Linked DNA regions of Mus musculus: regions 1, 2, 3 and 5 are each linked to region 4. The links are chromatin contacts, called in public HiCAR-type, HiChIP or PLAC-seq, Micro-C and promoter capture Hi-C maps. All regions are on one chromosome and are shown on one strand. Each heading gives the region's core, a stretch centred on a gene start, on an enhancer-like site or on the middle of the called end of the contact. The rest is flanking DNA. Distances are from core to core; before and after follow the strand shown.

Region 1 (2,700 bases), core at 119-2,618, 1.2 Mb before region 4:
AGAAATCCACCTGCCTCTGCCTCCCGAGTGCTGGGATTAAAGGCATGCGCCACCACGCCCGGCTTGACTGGAGGGGTTTTAATTTGCCTAAATTAAATAGCAAATTGTACCTGATTTCAGCCCCTGCTATCTTTCTGTTTTCTGTGGAAATGTCTCATATGTGAATAGTAATTCTGTTATTTGGTGACAGTACAACATTGCTATTAAAACTAACTGTTCCAGGAATTGCAAAAAATGTACAGACAAGATTTCACTTATAAATCCCTCCCAGGTGAGGTGTGGCTACTCATATTCAGGTTGAAATTATGTTTTCTCCAACACACTTCTTCTGACTGACATCTTTTAAAAGTATGAATAAATAATGATGCATTTAAAAAATGTGCATCGCTGTCTGAAACTAGGAAAATTACTTGGGTTGCGAAAGGAGCAGGTCCCAAGCAAAAGAGAAAAAAGAGAAAGATACCAATTACCATGTTTACCATGCCTTGTTATGTCAGCTGAGTTTTTTTCCTGTGCTGTGTCATCTTAATTGCACCGTGGTCTATAAGAAAGCTTTGAGAGACACATTGTATCAGAGAATATAATTATGTAATCATGCATATCCCCGCCCTCTTAAAAAGACCTTCAGCTTTTAGAGGGGCAGGGGAGCTTGTGTTTGTGCATGGGCATTCTTGTGGGTACATGTGCATGAGTGTGTATGTGTGCATGAGTGCATGTGTGTATTTGTGGGTGTGTTTGGCATGACTTGTGTGTTTGTGTATATGTCTGTTCTTTTTACGTGGATGCTGGGACTCTAAGCCCAGGGCTACAATTGTGTCCAACAAGTTCCTTACTCACAAACACATCTCCTAGACCCCTTAGCGGTCTTTTCACTGCCCCCTCATTTCATCTCTTTCTTTCTTAGTCAGACAAGATCTCATATAGGTCAGGCTGGCCTCCACTTGGCTGCATAGCCGAGGCTTGCCTTAAGCTCCTGATCCTTTTGGCTCTACCTTGTGAGAGCTGGGATTACAGGCAAGAGCCACTACACCTGGCTTCTCTGCCATTTCAGTGTGACTCATTATGTAACGATCTTTAATGCTTTGCTTGAATTAATGTGAATGTTTCATGAGCAAACTAGATTCTAAGCGATTGCCAACAGTTCACGGAATTAGTAGAGATGTACATGTCATCAGAGGGAAAGCCTCCTTTGATCACATTAACCTTGCTAACTTAAAGAAAACAGATTCATCTGGGTCCAATCGAAAATTAGTTTTGTTTTTGTGAAGAGTAAAATCTTTGAAAATCTGTGGGACTTCAGGGTACAGGCAGTCACAGGGTAAGTTAGAAGAAAGCCAAAATGTGGGTTATCTGCTTGTGGTTAGAAACTCGGGGCCCCTCAGTGGTTCCTCGGTCCATCTGATTCTGTGGTTCGATGCTTTCTCCTCTGTCCCTGACTGGTGAGTTCTAAGATCTTATTTCATATCTATCTGCTCTACTGAGAGTATGTGGCTTTCATTTCTTGGGACTCATTCTTGTTTTCCCCTGTAGCGTCAAGTTATTATGTTCACAAAGCCCTGGAACAGCTTGGTTTCATTTGTGGTGTGTGTGCTGTGTGTGTGTGTGCTGTGTGTGTGCATGCTGTGTGTGTGTGTGCTGTGTGTGTGTGCGAGCTGTGTGTGTGTGCACTGTGTGTATGTGCTCTGTGTGTGTGTGTATAGGCCAGAGGTTAACTTCAGCTGTTACCTACCTACCTACCTGCCAGTTTTTGAGAAAGAGTCTCATGTAGCCCAGGCTGGCCTAGAACTGACTGTGTGGAGAAGGCTAGTCTTGAACTCCTGATCCTCCTGGCTCAGCCTCCCAGGTAGTGAGTGCTGTGACTGGAACCCCAGAGCTGGTGTTGTCTGTCGCCACTGTCATCAATGGGCAGAGCGAGGAGTTGAGTAAACTGTACTTGATTCAGGGAGCTGGCACTGGAGAAGCTACCTTACCTGTGCTCTGCAGCCAGCTGGCCAGAGGCAGTCTGCCACTGGTCACTCTAGAGCTCCACTCGTGTAAACGGCTAGGTGGTCAGTCAGCCATGGTCTGAGGCTTGTAATATCTGCATCTCTTGTCTTCAGCCCTTCATCATCTGACTGGGATAGGCACTGCCTAGATTCATCTGACTGGGATAGGCACTGCCTGGATTGCCAGCGGAGTCAGCGTCTGCTGGTGTCAAACTCTATGCATCTCGGGGCATCTGGGTGGGGTGCATTAACTCAGAACAAACAGACCTCATTAATAGTGAGTACGTGCTCTGGCATTAATAGCATATACATGCAGGCTGCTCTTTACAGCTGAACAGGAAAATAGACTTATATAAGATAAAATACTTTTTTTTTTTTGGAGTTTCTCTGTGTAGCCCTTGGCTACCCTGGAACTCATTTTGTAGACCAGGCTGGCCTCGAACTCAGAGATCCGCCTGCTTTTGTCTCATTAAAGGCATGTACCACCACACCAGGCTCGAGAAAGGCCCATGTGTCCTTCCCTTTCGCTGTCACTGGGATTATGGGTATGTGTCTTGGTGCTAAGCTACAGCAGTTCCGTGGTACCAGAAAATGTCTGCTCAGTGCTTAAATGTCTCTTAAATATGACACATTATTATTTTTTGTTTGTTTCTTCACATCTGGTGGGCCCAATTAAGGGGTGATATGCTTATAGTTGGTTAATTTATTAAAGGCT
Region 2 (2,707 bases), core at 204-2,703, 1.5 Mb before region 4:
TCTTGTCTAACTTCTTCCTCTCACAATTTAGAATAATACCTTGCGCAAACTAGCACACTTTTACATCTTGCAGTGAATAAAGAAAAAGTCACAAAGATAAACAGTTTATTTCTAAGAGGCAGCTTTATCTCAAAAATTGTGCAGAGAGAGAGAGTAGTAGAGACAGGCTTTCCTGATTAAAGCAGTCTACTAATGTCTTCTCCTTCTCTCTTCCCCCTTCTGTTTGTTTGTTTGTTTGTTTGTTTGTTTGTTTGTTTGAGATAGGGTTTCTCTATGTAGCCTTGGAACGACTATGGAGACCAGGCTGATCTTGAACGCACAGAGATCCTCCTGATTCTGCCTGTGCTCTTACAACTCAGTAATAAAGACACATTCTATTTCATTTGTTTGAAAATTCTTTGGTGCTGGGTCTAGCTTCAAAGAGAGATACTGATAGTCTACAGAAGAAAGCCCAAAGATGAGCTCCAAATGATAGTCTAGAAATGATACAGTCTAGAAATGATACAGTCTAGAAATGATACAGTCTAGGGATCTTGATTGGATCTGTTTTCACTGATAGTTAAAAGAATGAAAGGGTGGTTCAGGTCTTTAATCCCACGGCTCAGGAGACAGAGGCAAGAAGATCTCTGTGAGTTTGAGGCCAGCCCCATCTACTAAGAGAGTTCCAAGATAGCCAGGGCTGTTACACAGAGAAACCATGTCTAGAACAAACTGAAAGGAAAAAAAAAAAAAAAGAACTGTTAAGACTAGAAGAGTTAAAAGGCAAAGCACAACAAGCAGTAGCAGAATTAGCAGTTAAAAAGGCGTTTATTGCAGGCAGTAAACACACAGAGAAAAAGACCTTCTACAAAACAGAGAGGGGATTTGAGAAGCTGAAAAATCCAGTCTCTTCTTGAGGCCTGGGGGTTGTAAAACCTCTAAAACCTCCCTGACCTACTTTAGTGTTGGTCAGTTTGAAGGCAGAAAGGATGGATGGTTGATCGGTCCACTACAGTTGTGTAACGTGTTCTAATCAGGCTTTGAACTTATTGAACCAGTCCATCAGCAGGTGACCTGCAGGTAGATGATAAAAGCTTGCCAGGTTTTTGTCTCAAATCAGGAGGTTAAAAAAAGCTGGCCATCTTGGAAATTCGCCATGGCTCATGTCCCTGTTTGTCTACTAAGGGTCTGCCCAACTCCTCGTCTCTCAATACTAACAAATCGAAAAGAAAACATAGGTTTGGCATAATGGAACCTACAGCTTCGTGCATGCCAAGCACGAAGCTCTGCCAGCAGAATTACCCAGCGTCAGATATATGACAAAAGATTAGGCTAGGCGACCTGAACTCTCTGCTTTTTGAGAAAAAAAAAAAAATGAGAGTAAGAGTTTCTCAGTAAGTCTGGGTTTTGTGTGTGTGTGTGCGTTTCCTTGAAGAGTTGGAGCACAGAACGGAAAAAACGGAGGCAAGAGCAGCAGTCATAGACGGAAAGATTATCGCTTGGCTGCCAGCAGGAACCGCCACTAGATTAGGCCGGCCCTTGCTCCGCAAAGCCGGACACGCCCTACACTACGCCCAGCGCACAAAGCCCTATGGGACTTGTAGTCTTTCGCCTATCTGCTCCTAGGAGGCGGAGAGACCCTGCTGTACGTAAATGAATCTTTCTTCCCGGCGTCGTCTCGGTTTTCTCCCTTTGCGAAAGGCCTAGTAGGGAAAGTTTGAAAATTCCCGCGGAGTCGGCGCCAGAGGCCGGAACCCTCGCGAGAAGTCCGAGCCCCGCAGCGCGATCTGCGATCGGATCCCCGCCCTGGCCACGATCCTTCCCTGGGCGGAGAGGCTGTGTGTGTGGGGTTCGGGCAGTGCGCCCGGGGTAATGCGCAGAGCGCGGCCCGAGCGGTGCCAGCCCAGTAAGTCGAGTCGCCAGCGGGGAGGACGCGGCGCGGGCGGTGGGACGAGTTCGAAGCCGGGATTGGGCGAAGGAGCACCCGGGGCCTGAGGGGACCGGCGAGAGACTGAGCGAGAAGCGGCTTCCGCGGGCCCGGGGCGCGCGCCGGGCCGTGTCTCCCGGGAGATGCTGTGACGGACCGCACGGAAGCAGCGACGCCGGGGCCCTTGGCGGCCTGGCCCGCGGGCTCAGGTAGGGTGGGGAACCGCAGGCCCGCGCGCCGAGGGCGGGGCGGCCGGGGCGGCGAGGCCCGGGGCCTAGGCCGGGCGCACCGCCTCGCGGGGAAGCGGCGTCCGCGAGCCGCGACCGGTGCGGCTCGTTCCAGCGCTCGGGCGTTAGTTACATAACCCTGGCGGCGGGTGCCGGCACATGGCCGCAGAGTCGAGCCTCCGGGCTCGTCTCCCGCGCCCGCGGGCGGGATCTCCGCCCCCCGGGACGAGTCTGACTCGAGACCCCGGGCCGTCAGGGTGTAGCGGAGCGATGGAGACCTTTGTGGGGCGTTCCCCGCGGACAGCCGCGGGCGCTCCGAGTCTCTCCGGCGTTGGCGTGAGCTCCACATGGTCCTGTGCTTGGCTCGGGTGAGTCCTGGGCGGGGGAAAAAGTTTCACTCGCGAAGCGGGCCACAGGGCTGAGTGGATCTGGTCCAGGACATCTAAGAGAACCGTGTCCGGAGCTCATCTGCGAGCTGTAAGGCCCATGACTTTTGCCTTTGGTTGACTTTTTGGAGAGTCGACTCTGCTTTTTGAATTGATAGGTACACACATGGTCCTTTTGAGACAGGTGG
Region 3 (2,700 bases), core at 14-2,513, 1.1 Mb before region 4:
AGCCACCAGTATGCCCTGACTGGAGGCAGTTTGTGTGGGAAAGATGTACATGAGCCAGGAAAAGTATGGTATCTTAGCACCCAGAGGTACAGGCTCTAGGATTGTGAGTTCGAGACCAGTCTAGGTTGCACAGCAAGACTGTGTCTTAAACTAAACCAGGCCTAAACCAAAAAACTCAACCAACTTAGACAGACAGAAAATAAAAACCTATAGCATCCTCTGGTTGTTTCTGAATGAAATCAGGAGAAAAGTCAAGAGGCCTGTCAGTTACTGGTGGAGTTCTTACTGCTTTAGGCTGATTGTGGTTTGACTCTCGCCCCGTTGTTGGAGAAAGCAGTCTGAATTGTCCTCCTGGACCTCTTACTTGGCAGGTGATTGGCTGCCTTGGCTTGCTTCAGCTGTGGCTCAGAGTCAGTTTGTGTGTCTATACATTCTGTTTGTATCTCCTAACAGTTAGGTTGGGAGTAGGCACGCCTTGGTAAAGGGACTGCCGTCTAAGGGTATTATTTCCCTAGGCTAACACTTTGGTGTTTGGAAAGGGAAGAGCAGGGGATGGGTGAACACCCTGTGGACATCTGTTACATTTTCCCCTCGGAATGTTGGCTCTCCAGTGTGGTTTCTACACCAGCAGCGTTGACACCAACCTGTTAGCAATGCACAGTGTCAGGCCTCACCTCACACCCACTGAAGCAGAACTGGACATGTGAGCCCAGTGCTTCAGTTTTCACAAGGTCGGAGGGCATCTCTGCACTGCAGCGGAGACCCACTTGCTGCATAGGAAGGAGCCCTAATAGCAACAACTCAAGTTCGACTGCGTCCTCATTTCATAGTAAAGAATATTGACAACTAGCCTTGGACTTGCACAGGGTGATAGACACAGGATTAGATTCTAGGCTCGTCTTACTAAAAGACCATGAATTGTACTTCAATAAAATCCAACCAAACAATTTGAGAACAAGAAGGATGGGCATATGTGTGTGACTTCTCGACAGCAGGAAACTCGAGAGGCAGTTGCCAGTCATGAGATGTGAACTTAGATTAGATCCAGGCTGAAGCCAGGAAACTAAAGCAGTGCTTTTCTTTAATCAGTGGGATGAGTTTGTGTGTAGACTGCTCACTAGATAATATTATACACTGCGGTCACATGACAGATTATGCTTCTCTTAGGAACGACATGTTGAAGTTTTTAGGGATGGGTAAGATTTCTTAAGTTCTCAATTGGCTGAACAAAGGAACACGCGTGAGTATGTGTGAGAGACAGAACAGACGTGGCAAATTGCTAACACATGTTTAAGCTGGGGGGTGTGTGGTAGTGGTTATTTTGTCCCCTCCACCCCCACACAACCCTTTTCCTTGGTCAAGTGGGAGGAAACCCGTCCTTTTAGAAAGCTGGGCTGAGAGCAGTGGAGCTCGATAGTCCAAGTGATGAGTTTATGGCAATTAATCCCCCGGAGTACACGAGGCTGCCTTGCGCTTCGAAGGTGTTGAATGAGGGATTGACTGAGCCTGGAGAAGACCTGTCCCCGTGATTTATGGTGCGTTTGTGTTCTTTAGCTCCCCTCCCTGCCTACTTCTCCAGACTTTAAAGTTGAGAAAGAAATATTGGAAGGACAATCATCCCCTGTATTGAGATAATCAATCTTACACGACAGGTGAGAATGCTGGAATGTGGCCTCTGAGCCTCGCTGACTCCATGCCTTTGTCTCCGGCTCTTTCCCCCTCATTCTTTCTCCTCTCCTTTTCTCTCTATCCCTCATATTCATGAGGGAAACTTCTAGAAGTTAATATTTCTTCCCCCCCCGCTTATCAAGTATTTTTAGAATTTTATCTTGTTACAAACTTGAAATTTTCCTCACAATGTTGTAGCTCAGAATTACCTTCTGTTTTTTTTTTTTTTTTTTTTTGCCTTTAAGAAATCAATTAATTGTATTGAAGGTATTGATTTTTACCAGTATACCTGTCTCACCTTGCATTTTGTTCCACAATATTAAGAAAGTTAATGGGATTAACATATTCTTTTTTTGTCCCAAGAATTATTTATTTTATGTATATGAGTACACTGTAGCTGTCTTCAGACACACCAGAAGAGGGCATCGGATCCCATTACAGATGGTTGTGGGCCACCATTGAATTGAATTGAATTCAGGACCTCTGGAAGAGCAGTCAGTGCTCTTAACGGCTGAGCCATCTCTCCAGCCCAGATCAACACATTCTAATTGACTTATTTAATAATCTGCCCAGTTTCTCCAAGAAGTGGACAATTTTGCAGCCTGCCCCATGTGCTGACTAGTGTCATGTCAGCGTCATACAAGCTAGAGTCACTTGGAAAAGGGAACCTCTGTTGAGAATGTGCACCTAATAGATTGGATTGTGGGCAAGCCAGTGAGTGTATAGGCATATGTTCTTAACAGCTTACTTTAATAAGGGTTCAGCTTCCCCTCTAGCCCACTGCCCACCATTAGTGGGAAAGAAAAGTTATTAAGACTTGGAGGAAGTAGACCACTTTAGAAATAATTCTTTGGGGTTGAGTCCAGTCTTGGTTGTCAGGACATCAGCAGTTGAGTTCAGTAGTGTCAGGATAGCAAACACAGATCAGCAGCTGCAGTCCATTCAGCAATCACCACCCACAAATCAGCAATGGCAGTTCAATGCAGAAACCACAAGACTCTGGTAATTCGCCCGAGTCCTCGGAAGTGGCAA
Region 4 (2,700 bases), core at 85-2,584:
ATGGGGGTGGGTGGGTGGGGTGCCTCTGCTTCCTGAGCGCTGGAGCCAAACTTGGGTGTCACCACTGCCTGCCTGGCTGACACTGAATTCTTGATCATCTTACCTGTATCTCCCAAGTGTTGAAATTATACACATGTACCACCAAGCATAGCTTGGGTGCAATCTACACAGGAAGGCCCCAGTGTAGAAATTAAATTCTATATAAAAGTTTCAAGAACACAACATATTTAATGCCAGAAAACAAATCATAATTTTTTTTCTTTTCTTTTTTGAGATAGGGTCTGGTATTCAACCCAGATAAGCCTGGAATTTACTAAGTAGCCCAGGCTAGCTTTTAACTCTTGATACTTCTGCCTCACTCTGCCAAGTAATAGAACTACAGGTGTTTTCTTTTTTTACTAAATCCCAGCCTTTTGTTACTACCAGTTTGTAGACAAGTCAGCAGGTATACAAACATGTTTAGAGTGGCTGAAAAAACAGGGAGAGGATCAAAGTGCATAATCTAGCTGGGTGCTGGCTGTCTTCCTCATCTGTAATTAAAGGGTCTCCAAACTGGTGGATCAGATTTGCAGGGGACAGAGGCCTATCTTTATAGTACAACGAGGGGAACTTCCATGAAAATCTAAGGCTTACTCAAAGGTCAATAGAAAATACGGTGAGTAGCAACACAAGGCCCGCTCTATATGGCTGTTAGGCATGGTGGAGTACAGCAAGCCTCTTTCCCAAACCTTGCACCACTGGTTGGGGAAGAGACAAAAGAAAGGCTCTGGCCTCGCCCTTGCGGAACTTAAAATAAGTCCGACTGGCAAGGCAGGACTTGTAAAATTTAAAAACGCAGTTAAATGGTGGAAAAACTAAACAAAACACCACCTTTGCATAACAATCGCCTATGGGTGTTCTACAGGGCAGCGGTGGAAACTTGAAGAGTTTTTTAAACCTAGAGCCGGAGGGACAAAAAAAAAAACAAAAACCAAAACAAAAAAAAAAAAACCCAAGAAACAACAACAAAAAAAACAACCCGAAAACCAAAAAACTAAACTAAGATGGAAGAAAGGAGGTTGTTCTCGAGTGGAAAATGCCAGGTGAGGACTGAAGGCGGGTGGAGGAGAGCCTCCGCCAGGACACAGAAGGCAGAGCGCCGGTGGAGCGCGGCGGCTCAAGAGCCGGAAAGGCCGGCGGCCACTGCGGCGGGTCCGTTTAACCGAAAGGTGGCTTCTAAGAGCCTCCATTTGCGCGGTCCGGCCCAGCGCGGAGGTCGCGCAGTGGGGGCGGGGCGGGGCCTGCGCGCGCAGCCGCTCTAGCGGGCCTCGCCTCGGCAGGGGGCGGGGCGCCTATATTACGTGCGCGGCGCCGCCCCTGCGAGAGGACGTTGCGTGCTCGCTCGCGCCGGGCGAGTCTCCGCGTCTTGCCTCGCGAACTCGGTGAAAGGAATTGGCGCCGTTCGACACCAGGCGGGTCCGTTCTGCAGCAGCACTCAGCCATCTCCAGCCGCAGCCGCCGCCCGGGCCGACCAGCAGCAGCCGCCGCCGCCACAGGCCGAGGGAGCCAGCAGTCAGCGGGGAACCGGGGCCCTCAACATGAGTTCTTCGCCTGTTAATGTCAAGAAGCTGAAGGTGTCGGAGCTGAAGGAGGAGCTCAAGAAGCGGCGCCTCTCCGACAAGGGCCTCAAGGCCGATCTCATGGATCGACTCCAGGCCGCGCTGGACAACGAGGCAGGAGGCCGCCCCGCCATGGAGCCCGGGAACGGCAGTCTCGACCTAGGTGGCGATGCGGCCGGGCGCTCGGGAGCGGGCCTAGAGCAGGAGGCCGCGGCTGGCGCCGAAGACGACGAGGAGGAGGAGGGCATCGCCGCTCTGGACGGCGACCAGATGGAGCTGGGCGAGGAGAACGGGGCGGCGGGGGCGGCTGACGCCGGCGCGATGGAGGAAGAGGAGGCAGCGTCGGAAGACGAGAACGGCGACGACCAGGGCTTCCAGGAGGGGGAAGACGAGCTCGGCGACGAGGAGGAGGGCGCGGGCGACGAGAACGGTCACGGGGAGCAGCAGTCCCAACCGCCGGCAGCGGCGGCGCAGCAGCAGCCTTCCCAGCAGCGTGGTGCCGGCAAGGAGGCCGCGGGCAAGAGCAGCGGCCCCACCTCGCTCTTCGCGGTGACGGTGGCGCCGCCAGGGGCGAGGCAGGGCCAACAGCAGGCGGGAGGTAAGAAGGCGGAAGGTGGCGGGTGAGTGTTGCGTGATGGGTGCGCGTGGCGGTGGGGACCGTGCCCCAGGCCTGCCGGGGCCCCTCGGGGCGAGCGCCGCGGGAGGGTGGGGGCGGGGGAGCCCCGGGAGGCTCTGCTCGCCATGCCGGCGGCGCCTCCATTATGTATGTCGGGCGCCGGGGTGGGGGGAGCGCTGCAGCTGCCGCGGTGGGGGGGCCGGCCGGGCGGGAGCGCCGGCCGCTGGGGCGCTGCGTGCGCGCGGTCCGGGCACATGTCGGCGGTGGGGGGAGGGGAGAAGCCCGAAGGTCCCGGAGCGGGCGGGCTTTGGCGGCTTAGCGCCGCGGTATTGTGCAAGGAGCGCAGGGGCTCGTGGTGACGTCACTTCCGGCGGCAGGCGCGGGGAGCGGGGCGGAAGCTCAGTACAATGCGGCGGCGGGGCACGCGGGCTCGTGTGGGGGAGGGGAGGTGGGCCCAGGCTTCCCCCCCCCTCGTTTGAGCGCGGC
Region 5 (2,741 bases), core at 183-2,682, 1.5 Mb after region 4:
AATGTGCATTCGTGCATTTACATGACTCCACACACACATGCATACATTTTATCATCTTAAGCATTTAAGTCTAGTATATATACACAGTACTGTACAGCCAGCACCACTATTCATCCATAAAACTGAGATGAAGAACTACTAACCAGTAGCTGCTTCAGTGCTCCCATCTCCAGGTCCTAGCATCTACTTTCCTTAGTCACTATAATTTCTGCTATTGAAAGTACCTCATATAATTGAAGACACATAATGTTTATATTTCTGTGAATGGCTTATCTTAACATATTACCTTCAAGGTTGATCCATACTGTAGCAGGTGTCAGAATTCCCTTCTAACAATGAACAATATTATATTGTGTACCATATTTTAGTAATTCATCTGCCCATGAACACTTGTTTCCTATGTATTGACTATTGGTAGTAGTAATGATTTATCTATGTTAGCTGCTTTTCTGCCTCAAAATTGCTGAAGTTGTTATTCAAGTAAAATAATAGTTCCAAGTGTTTTATGCTGGTTGTGTTTGAGAATTATCCCCTTTGACAAAATCTCTGTATTTCACATTCTCAGAAATTATCACACATTGTACTGTTTTTATTGAATTCTTAGGAACCTTGTGGAGTCAGGTAATGATGACATAATTATCTTCAGGTAGAGAGCCAAAAGAGTAGAGTCTAGACTATAAAAGAACACAGGTGATTCAAAGGTTAGCTAAAGGATGAGAGTTCATTGTTTTCTAATTTACTAACTTAAATTTGCTGCTACCTTTATAAATGAAAGTACAAATCTCTTTATGCTCCTTTGATTGCAATAAATTATCATCTTATCCATATTGCCTGCTATGAATACAAAACACTTAACTGAGGTCATCCCTCATTTAAAAAGCATATGGTCTCTGTTTGTGGAGCTGCAGTAACTAGGGTAGCCACTAACCACCTGTTTAACAAGTTACTCAGTTCTACAAAGGAAAGCAAGTCACACTTTACATTTTTCATAAACTGGCAGAGAAATCTTGGTAAGAACTCTCAGTGCCTCAGCCATGCAAATGTGTAGCATTTTTCTGGTAGGACTATTGAGGACTTAATAAATGTGATTTTATGAAGGAAGTTTATTAAGTTGCTCCCTTTTCTCATTGAATTGAAGTTTTCTTTTGAAACTGTATAGTAAAGTTCGATAGAACATGAGGCTTCATACTTGGAATGCCATCTGGTTTGGGGTGGACAAATGCTAAGTTGTTATATTTGGTTTTGGTTCATATTTATTTTAACTGCTTTTAAAGAAGAGTTGTTGATTTATATGGCAGATAATAAAGGTAAAGTTAGGCATTTATTTCAAAATAATGAATATGAGAACAAAAGTGTTCCCTCCCTGCCCTCCCCCTCTCTTACAAGCATCTTCTTCCGCTGGATGTTCATGTGAGCATAGAGTCAGTACCTTGGCAGGAGTCCAAACCAGCACAGCTGCAGATTTAGGTTTTGTGAGGAACTGCACAAATGAGGGTGGGGATTAAAGAAAATGAAGTTTTCCCAAGAACAGCATTTTTCATTCTCTGTCCCAGATCAAGTTAATTATACAACAGAGTTGAAATTTTCAGTGTGTGTGTGTGTGTGTGTGTGTGTGTGTGTGTGTGTGTGTGTGTGTTACTTTCTCAGAGATGCTTCCTCTGACGGTCCATCTTAAAGTGTACCACCCTAAACTATTACATCACCCTTTTCTCTCTGCTTTATTTTTTTCCCTCTTCCACTGTCAGGGAAACTACAAGCTATTTGTTTATTTTAGCTTCTTTGAGATTAAATACTTTTTCTACCTTAATTCTCTACTTTCTTCCTAGTATCTGTAATATTTAAAACTTAAAAATGAAAATGGATTTTTATCAAATTCCTATAATGTTGGAGTATTCTTTGGAATTGATGTATAATATTTGTGTTCATTTCCAAGGAAATACAGGATTTTAAAGATAATATATTTATACTTATATATGTGTGTTTCACATATGAAGTTTTTAGAAAAACGTCTAATACATGGTTAATGGTTAATAAATTCTCTTATATACAGGATCACAGAAAATTATGTGCTTGCTTTTTCAAACCCCAGTGGCATTTTGTTTGATCCTTAGTCCATATGTGAAATGAAGCTATAGCTGTTTCTTTCATTTTCAAATTCAGAGCATCAAAATCAAAGACATTAATGTCAAGCATGCTAAGCATATCTTTGTTAGAGCCTGACATCAGTGCAGCGATGAATAAAGAATCTTTAATTTGTGTATTTAGTTATAGTTTTTCCTGTTTCTTTTAAATGCTTTCTATGATAGGGAAAAGCATGATACAAGTTATAAAGTCTTATGGGCTCATTCATGTAGCGGTTTATTACATTTGTTTAGTTTATGAATCTTACTGATGGTCAAAGGATAAATTTGAAAGGAGAAATTTATCACTTTATTGTTTTTTAACCAAGTCTCAGTCGTTCTGTTTAACCAATGAAGACTCAAGAGCTAGATGTGAGGGTGAAGGCCTGCTAACTCAGAGGCAAAGAGAACAGCTGACCTTCCTCCTCAGTTGACATCCCAGAAGGAATCCCCTCTCATTCCCTCCATCCTACTTCCTGTGTGTCTCTGTCCATCCTTCTGACTCCCCCTCACTCTGTTTTTCATTTCCGTTTTTATTATTTATTCACTTTACATCCTGATCACAGCCCTCTTTTCTTCTCAGTTCCATCCTCACATCTGTCTCCCCTTCTCAGAGAACAC

The links. Promoter capture Hi-C pulls out the DNA fragments that hold promoters and counts their contacts. Hi-C and Micro-C count contacts between places; a contact is called where the count stands out from the background. HiCAR-type assays count read pairs that join an accessible place to other places. HiChIP or PLAC-seq counts read pairs in DNA pulled down with a chosen protein or histone mark.
Region 1: an H3K4me3 HiChIP or PLAC-seq map of the SCID.adh cell line shows a contact between it and region 4, with 14 read pairs. The contact joins the enhancer-like site here to the promoter of Hnrnpu in region 4. A contact is called at or near these places in 7 of 39 promoter capture datasets (the 3T3-L1 cell line, the HPC-7 cell line, HPC-7-derived erythroid cells and 5 more) and 6 of 115 datasets of contacts at active chromatin or transcription factors (the 230-238 cell line, the SCID.adh cell line, embryonic limb bud and 3 more).
Region 2: a contact with region 4 is called in a Micro-C map of embryonic stem cells, with 4 times the contacts expected there. The contact joins the promoter of Ahctf1 here to the promoter of Hnrnpu in region 4. A contact is called at or near these places in 9 of 39 promoter capture datasets (the C10 cell line, the HPC-7 cell line, frontonasal cranial neural crest and 5 more), 3 of 484 Hi-C or Micro-C datasets (B cells, CD4 T cells and embryonic stem cells), 9 of 115 datasets of contacts at active chromatin or transcription factors (the SCID.adh cell line, astrocytes, embryonic brain and 4 more) and 2 of 9 other capture datasets (adipose tissue and liver).
Region 3: a contact with region 4 is called in a HiCAR-type map of astrocytes, with 6 times the contacts expected there. The contact joins the enhancer-like site here to the promoter of Hnrnpu in region 4. A contact is called at or near these places in 7 of 39 promoter capture datasets (the 3T3-L1 cell line, the HPC-7 cell line, HPC-7-derived erythroid cells and 5 more), 2 of 484 Hi-C or Micro-C datasets (B cells and cortical neurons) and 6 of 115 datasets of contacts at active chromatin or transcription factors (astrocytes, embryonic forebrain, embryonic limb bud and 3 more).
Region 5: a promoter capture Hi-C map of pre-B cells shows a contact between it and region 4. The contact joins the enhancer-like site here to the promoter of Hnrnpu in region 4. A contact is called at or near these places in 1 of 39 promoter capture datasets (pre-B cells), 1 of 115 datasets of contacts at active chromatin or transcription factors (pro-B cells) and 1 of 9 other capture datasets (macrophages).

The regions. Positions count from the first base shown.
Region 1 is chr1:179,491,814-179,494,513 of GRCm38.p6, reverse strand. All of the region lies in intron 1 of Smyd3 (SET and MYND domain containing 3), which reads left to right. Among named protein-coding and RNA genes, the nearest start is that of Smyd3, 25 kb to the left of the region's middle. Within about 2 kb of position 1,368, at least 20 of the 459 cell types and tissues checked have an H3K27ac peak or open chromatin away from gene starts, as enhancers often do. A contact at or near this core is called in the HPC-7 cell line and the SCID.adh cell line, where this site is marked.
Region 2 is chr1:179,802,761-179,805,467 of GRCm38.p6, reverse strand. Ahctf1 (AT hook containing transcription factor 1) reads left to right here and starts at 1,453. Exons shown (of 36, transcript NM_026375.2): 1 at 1,453-2,115.
Region 3 is chr1:179,472,939-179,475,638 of GRCm38.p6, reverse strand. All of the region lies in intron 1 of Smyd3 (SET and MYND domain containing 3), which reads left to right. Among named protein-coding and RNA genes, the nearest start is that of Smyd3, 44 kb to the left of the region's middle. Within about 2 kb of position 1,263, at least 10 of the 459 cell types and tissues checked have an H3K27ac peak or open chromatin away from gene starts, as enhancers often do.
Region 4 is chr1:178,336,449-178,339,148 of GRCm38.p6, reverse strand. Hnrnpu (heterogeneous nuclear ribonucleoprotein U) reads left to right here and starts at 1,334. Exons shown (of 14, transcript NM_016805.3): 1 at 1,334-2,196. The coding sequence starts at 1,578.
Region 5 is chr1:176,799,847-176,802,587 of GRCm38.p6, reverse strand. The region is part of intron 1 of Cep170 (centrosomal protein 170); the gene reads left to right. Among named protein-coding and RNA genes, the nearest start is that of Cep170, 5.9 kb to the left of the region's middle. Within about 2 kb of position 1,432, at least 126 of the 459 cell types and tissues checked have an H3K27ac peak or open chromatin away from gene starts, as enhancers often do. A contact at or near this core is called in macrophages, pre-B cells and pro-B cells, where this site is marked.